Linked DNA regions of Mus musculus: regions 2 and 3 are each linked to region 1. A link is a contact called in public ChIA-PET and Hi-C data. All regions are on one chromosome and are shown on one strand. Each heading gives the region's core, a stretch centred on a gene start, on an enhancer-like site or on the middle of the called end of the contact. The rest is flanking DNA. Distances are from core to core; before and after follow the strand shown.

Evidence for each region. Hi-C and Micro-C count contacts between places; a contact is called where the count stands out from the background. ChIA-PET counts read pairs in DNA pulled down with a chosen protein or histone mark.
Region 2: an RNA polymerase II ChIA-PET map of memory CD8 T cells shows a contact between it and region 1, with 9 read pairs. The contact joins two enhancer-like sites. A contact is called at or near these places in 2 of 115 datasets of contacts at active chromatin or transcription factors (effector CD8 T cells and memory CD8 T cells) and 1 of 9 other capture datasets (adipose tissue).
Region 3: a Hi-C map of bone marrow-derived macrophages shows a contact between it and region 1, with 29 read pairs. The contact joins two enhancer-like sites. A contact is called at or near these places in 1 of 39 promoter capture datasets (hematopoietic stem and progenitor cells), 3 of 15 datasets of contacts at CTCF or cohesin (the NIH/3T3 cell line, large pre-B cells and pro-B cells), 51 of 484 Hi-C or Micro-C datasets (the 63-12 cell line, B cells, the C10 cell line and 31 more), 22 of 115 datasets of contacts at active chromatin or transcription factors (CD8 T cells, the HPC-7 cell line, bone marrow-derived macrophages and 13 more) and 4 of 9 other capture datasets (adipose tissue, embryonic stem cells, liver and 1 more).

The regions. Positions count from the first base shown.
Region 1 is chr17:80,390,433-80,393,524 of GRCm38.p6, forward strand. It overlaps a transcript of Arhgef33 not described here. Among named protein-coding and RNA genes, the nearest start is that of Gm10190, 18 kb to the left of the region's middle. Within about 2 kb of position 1,414, at least 67 of the 459 cell types and tissues checked have an H3K27ac peak or open chromatin away from gene starts, as enhancers often do. A contact at or near this core is called in B cells, CD8 T cells, bone marrow-derived macrophages and 3 more, where this site is marked.
Region 2 is chr17:80,520,714-80,523,537 of GRCm38.p6, forward strand. No RefSeq gene overlaps it. Among named protein-coding and RNA genes, the nearest start is that of Sos1, 42 kb to the left of the region's middle. Within about 2 kb of position 1,573, at least 29 of the 459 cell types and tissues checked have an H3K27ac peak or open chromatin away from gene starts, as enhancers often do. A contact at or near this core is called in memory CD8 T cells, where this site is marked.
Region 3 is chr17:80,558,529-80,561,357 of GRCm38.p6, forward strand. It overlaps Cdkl4 (cyclin-dependent kinase-like 4), which reads right to left. Exons shown (of 10, transcript NM_001360143.1): 2 at 1,822-2,046. The coding sequence starts at 1,989. Among named protein-coding and RNA genes, the nearest start is that of Cdkl4, 18 kb to the right of the region's middle. Within about 2 kb of position 1,368, at least 36 of the 459 cell types and tissues checked have an H3K27ac peak or open chromatin away from gene starts, as enhancers often do. A contact at or near this core is called in B cells, CD8 T cells, bone marrow-derived macrophages and 2 more, where this site is marked.

The DNA of each region.
Region 1 (3,092 bases), core at 164-2,663:
CAAGGGCAAGGCTATGCTTGCTTTTTTTTTTAATGCTTCATAAATCACTTCCACTTTGCATATGGCCAAACTTCAGCACCGTCAGCTCAGTCCCTCACATTTCTGTTTAAGGAAAACGCCAATCAGAGGAGAAGATACAGACATCTTCAGAACCAATTAAAGATATCATGCCACTCTCACTGATACTAAAACACTTCTCCAATGAAAAGAGTAATGGGTTACTCTGTTTCCTTCTGGCGCATTCCATAATCTTTCTAGATAGCACTGTAAGCTGAAAGGGGAGGTGGGGGCTTTAGTGACCGTGATATTTGGCTTAATGACGAGTTAGGGATGAAGTCAAGGTGAGACAGTTGCTCTACCTCTGGTCTCCAGCCCTCTGACCACTGGTGTCTGCAGGAAATGATCCGGGTGATAGGAGAATGAAGCCACTTTACCAGAGATGCAGACTTTCCTGCTAGGAGGTCCCAGGAGTGACTTGCAGCCTTGAAGAGTCTACATACAAGCCCACGCAAGGAGCATGTTATTTCTCGGAGTTCAGAATTGGACCATCTGAGAAAGGGATGTGTGGGTTACAATGCTAAGGTTCTTTTGCTGGGCTATTTCATTTTGTAAGAGTTTAAGCTCATCTGAGATTGAAGCTAGATTGTTTATGAAACTCCTGAAGTGGAATTCTGTGGTAGCTGATGGCTAACTGCTTTTCCACCTCGTCTTTCTTATGTCATCTCAGCGATGACACTGTGATTCCCGGATTCCCAGAACTGCCTCAGTCCTGTTAGAGTGGGGTGACTTTGGGCTTGGTCCACAGAGCTGCATTTACATTTAGCTATTCTGAGATTTTGAATTCCTAAATTTGTCACCTATGTAATAAGCGCTTTGCATTGAAATTTTATTAAAGTACATTCATACACATGGCAAGTATTCCTTATTAACTGGCAAACTGATTTTATATTCAAGAAAAAAAATCAATTGCAAGCCCTGACAAATGAATGACTAAATGTCTTAGATAACAGTCTTAGGACAATAAAATTATCTAGTGTTTATACTAACTTTTTCACAAAACATTGCCATTAGTAAGTTTCTACAAGAGCCCAAAACAGCAATGCTTCCAGTAAAGTTGGGATTCCTTGTCACACAGTGATTTAGAAACAGAAGTGGCTTTAGGACTTGTGGCTGCTAAGCATTCTGGGATTTGTGGTTTCCTTTGATGTCAGATTTACTTTTTTAAATGTTCAAACTTATATCTAAGCCTTTCCCACAGTATCTTCCCCACCTCAGTTAGTGGTAATCTTCATTCGTGTTGCTCTGGCCTCAAGCCTTGAAGTTGGCTTTGACAGCTCTGGGTTTGTGTCTGTCAGGATGTTCGGGCTGTGGTGAAGTGGGCGTGGTCTGATACGGTCCCGACTCAGTCTTTGCCCTGGCTTCCGCTCCGCTGCCCTCGTCCGCCCCCTCGTGCTCTTACTTTAGTCCTTCCCCACACACAGTGAGTGTAAAGTGGATCTTGCCAATGCTTCAGCCCCAACCCAAGTCAGCGCCTCTCACCCTTGCGCCTGCTGCAAGCCTTTAATATCATGTGCTGACTCCCAGCCAATCATTTTCGTTGCTACTTCCTAACTGTAGTTTTGCTACTGTATGAATTGTAATGTAAATATCTGTGCTTTCCAGTAGTCTTAGGTGACCCTGTGAAAGGCCATTCAAGTCCTCCCTGGAGCGGTGATGCCCAGGTTGGGGACGGGCTCTAAGAATGATGACAATGGCGTTTAAAGCTTTAAGTGATCTTCAGTGCTTAACTCCCAGTGGCACCTCTTTATAGTCTATCCATATCCATTTCTCACCTACACTAGCAGCCTCGGTGCTCTCAGATATACCAAGGATGCCCCTGCCTCTGAACTATTGAACTGGCTCTTGCCTGAGCCACTTAGATGTCTCATTATTTCACCTCTTGGAAGGTTTGTGTACCTCTATGAGGCTAACTAATCACTACAGTTAAATTCCACACTTCTACTCACCAGTCCTCTTTTCTCTTCATAACAGTTACATTTGTTTTGTTTGTTTTCTCAAGACAGAATTTCTCTGTGTAGCTCTGGCTGTCCTCCATAGACCAGGCTGGCCTTGAACTCAGAGATCTGCCTGCCTCTGCCTTTCAAGTGCTGGGATCAAAGGCTTGCGCCACCACTGCCCTGTAGTTACATTTTTAATGTACAATATTCTACTTATAAAATATTGTCTACATATTTATACTAGCTCGTAAATCCCATGAAATGGATTTTTCTTCATTCCTATGTTCTAACATCAGTTCTGTAAGACCAATATTTATTTGTGGCTGAATAGTCAAATGGGCTCTTATCAAATGCTTATAATTTAAGGTCACTCAAAACCAATCTGCATAGTGATAAACAGCACAGAAAGCCATACTGAATCAAATCATAGGATGTCAGGACAGACAGCCAACCTCTTTAGAGTTTTCTAAAGCAGACTCATCCTTTATACTTTTATTTGCCATTTAAAAAAAAAGTGTCAAGTGCTTTGTGGAAGACATTGTGTTGCGCATGTCAGTCATTCACCCAGGGAGTACTAGAAGCAGAATAGACAGGTCTGCTCCACACTTGCTTACTCTGCCACTGGGAATCTTACATTTCTTAATCACTTATCAAGGCAATGAAACCAGCTATTAAAGGTCCCAAAAGGTTAGTGTGGCCATAAATTGCTTTTCAGGATTTGTAGTCTATCAAAGGTGCAGAAATTCAGGCTCAAATGTGGAGAAGGCCTCTTTAGTTCTGTTTTAGAACGGAAGCGACGTAAGGCTCTCTCTCCTCTTCGATGACCTAGCACTTACTTTTGATTATAAAGCAGAAAGGCGAATCTCACCAACATCAGTGTTAATCTTACTTACAGTTAGTAAACCCGATCGAAGGCCTAGAATCCATTCGATAATACATGCCAGGAGTCAGCACTGCAGGCATCCATGCGGGCCCTCCCTCCTCCGAGCACCAGGGGCCCTGAGCCTCTGTCCCAGTCAGGGCCTTATACACCCCTTTGCCTAGGCCTCACTTACCTTGCTTCTTTATTTGCTTTACTCTCTCTGGTACAGGGGA
Region 2 (2,824 bases), core at 323-2,822, 130 kb after region 1:
CGCGGTGAGCAGTAACACTCTGTAGACTTGCTGACCCAGCAGTTCCATTCGGAGCTGTTTATCTAGATGAATAATCTTGTCCAGTAGATGTGTGCAAAGATTTCGCCATACTAACACTCAAGGCATCGATTTAAAAAGCAAAAACCGGTAATAACTGAATGCCTATAAAATTATGAATACTTATTTTAAAATTAAATGTACTTATTTTACCTTATGTATATGGATGTTTGGCCTACCTGAATGTATGTGTACCACGTGTAAGCCTATTGGAGCCCCTGGAACTGGGGTTATAGATGGCTGTGAGACAATATGTGGGTGGTAGGGAAACGAATACAAGCCCTCTGCAAGAGCAACAAATACTCTTACCCACTAAGCAGTCTCTCTAGCTGCCATTATGTAATAGATTTAAATATTCACAGTATTACAAAGTGACAAGAGGTATAGCTAAGGTGCTATGGCCAGTGTAATTTTATTTCTGTGAAACACAGGTGTCTGTACAAACAGATTAAAATGTTCATGTGTAGAATATAAACAGCCATTATTCTCTCTAGTTCTGGAAGTCATGAGTGAGACTTTCTTCTTTGTTACATTGGTTTTCTTTGGTCCTTCCTTTTCTTTTCTTTCTTTCTTTTTTTTTTTTTTTTAATTTGGGTTTATCTATACTTTTCAGATTGCCCACGAATAATATTATTTATGGAAGAAGAAAAGCCAGTGCTATTTTTAACACTCATCATAGAAAATTTGTAAAATACTCAATCCAGCTGCAAAACACTATTAAAGGATGATTAGACAAAACACTCATTAAACATTTAATTTGATAATTTCTTGAGAGAGATTGTGAGAAAATATTTGGAAAAAATATATACAGAGTAGTTAGTTGTCACCCCTGTGAATCCAGGGGTTTCCTGTTCTTCAAATGGTTGCTTTTACAAAAGAAAAAAAAAAACTTTAACTTTCATTTTTGAGAAAACAAAAGCTATCTAGGAGCTGCGCGGTGGTTTTGCAGTTAGCTCTGGCTGGGTGGTTTGCTTTGTTGTTTTCTACACATTTTTAAACCTTTCCTTTCATCTTTCTCCTTCTTCCTTCCTTCTTCTTTTTTTTTTCTCTTCTCTTCTTTCCTTTCTTCTTTTCTCCCCAACCCCCACTTTTTTTCTTTCTTGAGATAGACTTTCATGTAGCATATTTAAAGCAGAATGCTGGGACAATTTTTTTAAAAAATTCTTTTAGGCTAGCCATTTAGTAGGTCATAATTAGTTTTGGGTTTGCTCAACTTCAAGCCACAAAGAGTTCAAAAGAGCTGGTGGGGTGATGAATACCTTCAATCCCAGCACTGGAGGATTAGGGGTGGAGGCCAGAGGATTAGGAGTTTAGGCCAGCCTTGTCTACAGAGCAAACTCAAGACTGGGCAACCAGAGAGCCCGTCTCAAAACAAAGCAGCAGCAGCAGCAGCAGCAGCAAAGGACAGACAACAAAAATCAAAACACAATCCGCTGAATTGCAGTGGAGAGACCTGAGACTCTATGGTGCCCGGATGTGTGCCTGAGCTGCCCCGCAAACTATGTAGAAGTGGGAAAGCGGCTTCTACTCTGAAGTGGAGGGAGGATGGTAGCGATCCCAGACAGTGACTTCAACGCAGGTAACCAGCACGGACTTGTTTCTAGTGGTAAGCTAGCTGTTGCTGCTTCTCTCCCCTTCCCCCCAAATCTTCCTTCACACCCTTCCACCTTTGTGCTAAGGTTCTAAGTTAACCTTTGACCTCCGCATACACACCTGAGCATGCATGCCTCTCCCCATATATTAAAGAAACAAGTGTAGTTAAAGAAAATTTTAAGTCTTAGAGGGTGCTGAGAATAATTAATACTTATATAGCTTCTTAGATTACAAAGCATATTAACACAATTGTCTTTTTGTTTCATATAATACTCTTCTTTTTTTTCCAGTACTGGGGTTTGAAGTCAGGGCTTCATCCTGGTTGGATGTGAGATGGGATAAAGGGGCCACCACTTCTTGATGGCAAAGAATAGATAGATAGATGGATGGATGGATGTACAGATGAATAGATAAATGTTTAAGAATAATGTAGAGAAAGGATTGAGAAATATCTCTCATCTCTAACTTCCACATGCCCCCACTGGGTGAATATCACACAAACAGGTATGTGCATGTATACACTACACACAAATATGTGTGCACACACACACATGCACAAATACACACACACAAACACACATGCACACACATTCACATGCACACATACTTATATGCACACACATATGTACACACATGCATATATATGCACACACTCACATGAACACACATACACACACAGTCATTCATACACAGAAAGCAGAGAGATTAATTTGAGAGAAAAGAAATGAGGCAGCTTTGACACTACCTCACTCACCACAAATGCTTCTCTCTTTGATAGCTGCTCTGTATTTGGTCTTGAGTTTGTTTCTTCTTTGTAAGCCCACACAAAGCACTCTGCAAGCTGAAACTAAAGATGCACAACCATGCTACATTCTGTAGGACTATACCGGGGCAGAGAAATATGCTGTTAAATAAAATAGAAAGACTCTTGCAGCCAAAGTTGCGAAGCTACTAAAGCTAAAGTTGTCAAGATGTTCTCAGAACTAAGTGTCTGGCTGGTCAGCCTGGGAGAGCTTTTGCTAGTTTCCCATTTGTAAAAATCCCCTCGAGAGCAGTTTGCTGAGTCAGCTGTTCAGATATTGCAACCTGTTGGAAACACAAGGTGGAAATCACAAAGAGAGGGGACAGTTTTCTCAGTTAAGTATGAAGCATTAGGTAATAGACTAATCATTGA
Region 3 (2,829 bases), core at 118-2,617, 170 kb after region 1:
TTTCCCTTGTATATCTAGCAAACAGATCAATTTTCCTACACACAACAACAACAACAAAATCACCTGACAGCTGCTGCCCAATAGTTGGGGAAATGAGAATCTATTCTAACTAGGAAGGAAATGTGTCCAGAGCCCCGGGTCAATCTGCATTCTGTGTATGTCCAGGACTGAAAGAGCCGAAGGTCAAAGGGCGACAGGGGTACTTTCACAAGACACGCGCTGCAAGAGAGCTCTAGCAAAACCACGGGTTGGAAGCTGGACCGTTTCCCTGCCAGGTGGACAAGGGATTTCCAGACGCTGCAGCTCCACGCGGTGCCCGAGTGTAACCTGGCCAAACTGTCCAGGGGCCGGCCAGCGATTCACAGCTCCTTAGCAAATGACCTTGACTTAGCCGGTGCTGTGGTTGCCTGGGGTGTAAAGGGTAGTGTGAAGGAAAGGCCAATCCAAGTTAAATAGGAGGAGAGTGTGAGGAACATAAAGGAGGATGTGTTCCCAGCTAGCAAGGGAGCAACAGCAAGAGGCAGGAAAGAAGGTTCTGAGCCTGGCGGAGGGGACGAAGCTTGGGCTACTTTGCGTCTTAGGTTCACCCTTAGATTTGGGCTGTTTTAAATTAGAAGGTAAACCTGCAAGCAATAATCTAAGTATTAGATTTATCTAAAGACCAGAGAGGGCGCGGGAGAAGGTTAAGTTAGCAGCTTTTTTTGGTCTTAGATCCTGCAGCTTTGCCCAACAATGTCCGCCGGACCCAACAATGTCACTAGCGCCCTCTGCCGACCAAGTATTAAGATCGAACTTTTTTTTTTTTTTTAAATCAAATTCTATTTTAAATAAAACTGCAACTGATGGGGAAAACTTATGCATATGATACTTGAAAAGTAGAAACAATCTAATTGTTCTTCACATTTACAAGCCGAAAGTCCATTAAAAATAATATGAGATACTTAGAAAGTGACTGTGTGCTCTTCAAACTGTAGGGTCTTGCTAATGAACGTGTGTTCACCCATTAGTGGTGTCTCCACCCCTGGGAGCTTGTTAAAAATGAGACACTTTGGAACCCATCCCAGATCCCTCTACCTCTAAACTCTGTATTTCAGTAGATTTAGGGGTTCCACGGATGTTCGCATTGGAGAAGCACACCCCAGGCCTGAAAGTTCTTTTAAAAAATGTAAGGATTTTTAGGCTGGGCAAACATTTCCATTGGGAACACATGAAACTTCTACATGGAGTTCCATCAAAGACAATGGCAACAAAAGGAAACAATGTAAAAACCATGAAGGTGGCTGGGTGATTCTTAGGCACAGGCAGGTCCTGTTGATACCTCCACCGGTACTGGGGGCCCCCTCTCTGCCGGGAAGGGAAGTGCTCCTGTAGTTCTGCTGGTTGGTTGGAAAAGTGTGTGGGGGCAATGTCCAGAAGACAAGGCAGGCATCTGGTAAATAGTGGGGTCAGGACACTTGGGTGGATGTTTCCAAATCAGGATGTGGTGTACTGAAGGCCAATGCTTCCATGTTTTAACCCCCTACTCACACATCCAGTTAAAGTCAGAAGCCAAAGTCCAACAATGCTTCCCAAAGTGGCTGAACCCCAGGAGTTAAGTCGGACTTGTCGCCTGGCAGTGGTGGCGCACGCCTTTAATCCCAGCACTTGGGGGGCAGAGGCAGGCGGATTTCTGAGTTCGAGGCCAGCCTGCTCTACAGAGTGAGTTCCAGGACAGCCACGGCTGCACAGAGAAACCCTGTCTCTTCTCACTCGTTTTAGTGTGCCTGCCTCACGCAGCATCTTCAGAGTGCAGATGCCGCCTGCAGAGCGGGACGGACCTACCTTCAGCATACGGATTTCCCGCAGGGCTATTTTCCTAACGACACGATCATCTTCAGATTCCACGAATTTTTTGATCGCTACTACTTGTCCAGAAGATTTGTTTCTGCACTTGAATACAACGCCATAAGACCCTTCTCCGATCTTAGCTAGCTTTTCATACTTTTCCATTTTAGTTACAGCGACTTAATTTTAGTGTACCGGTCGACTTGAAGTTCAGCGTTGCACCTGGAAAATAAGAACGACTTTTCTTAATCAAGCGGATACAGGATGGTTTGCCTGGGTGGCCCAAGGTTTATTTCCACACTTTAATGTTTGCTTTTTTGTGTGCAGTAGAAGTGAACTCTCAATGGTATTTTGTTAGCACAGCTCTCTAGTCTTCTGGGGTCATTTCTGACAGTGGCTCTGTGCTGACCACATTTAGTTAACACAACCAAGCCTTGTCCGATTTATTGTTTTTATTACCTGGAGTAAATGATTAAAATACAGGGCTGTAAAATGCAGCTAAGGGGGCTGGACTTTCATACCCTTGAATAAGGAAGGTGTTTGCCTTCTTAGCTAGCTCACCGGAACCCCACCGTGAAGGGGAAGAATTGCGCAACAAGGCAGACTACAAAGCTCAACGTCCCCACCTGGTGGAGAGGAGAGGGAAAACCATGGTCGCTGAACAAGGCGGCTTTTCTCAGGACACTATTTCCTTAAAATGTTTGGATTCCATTTATTCTGGTTGTTGTTGTTGTTGTTGTTGTGTATATGAGATATATGAGATGTGTATGGATATGATATAAATCTGAGGTGTATATGTCTGTGTAGAAGGCGGTAAATTTGGAACGGATGTGAGATTGTGTGTGTGTGTGTGTGTGTGTGTGTGTGTGACAGCTAGAGTGTGGTAGTCAGAGGACAGCTTGTGTGTACCGGTCCTTTCTTACCACGTGGTCCTGAGGATGTGACCAAGGTTGTAAAACTTGCCTGGCAAGTGCCTTTATAATCTGTTCCATCCTGCTGGTCAAG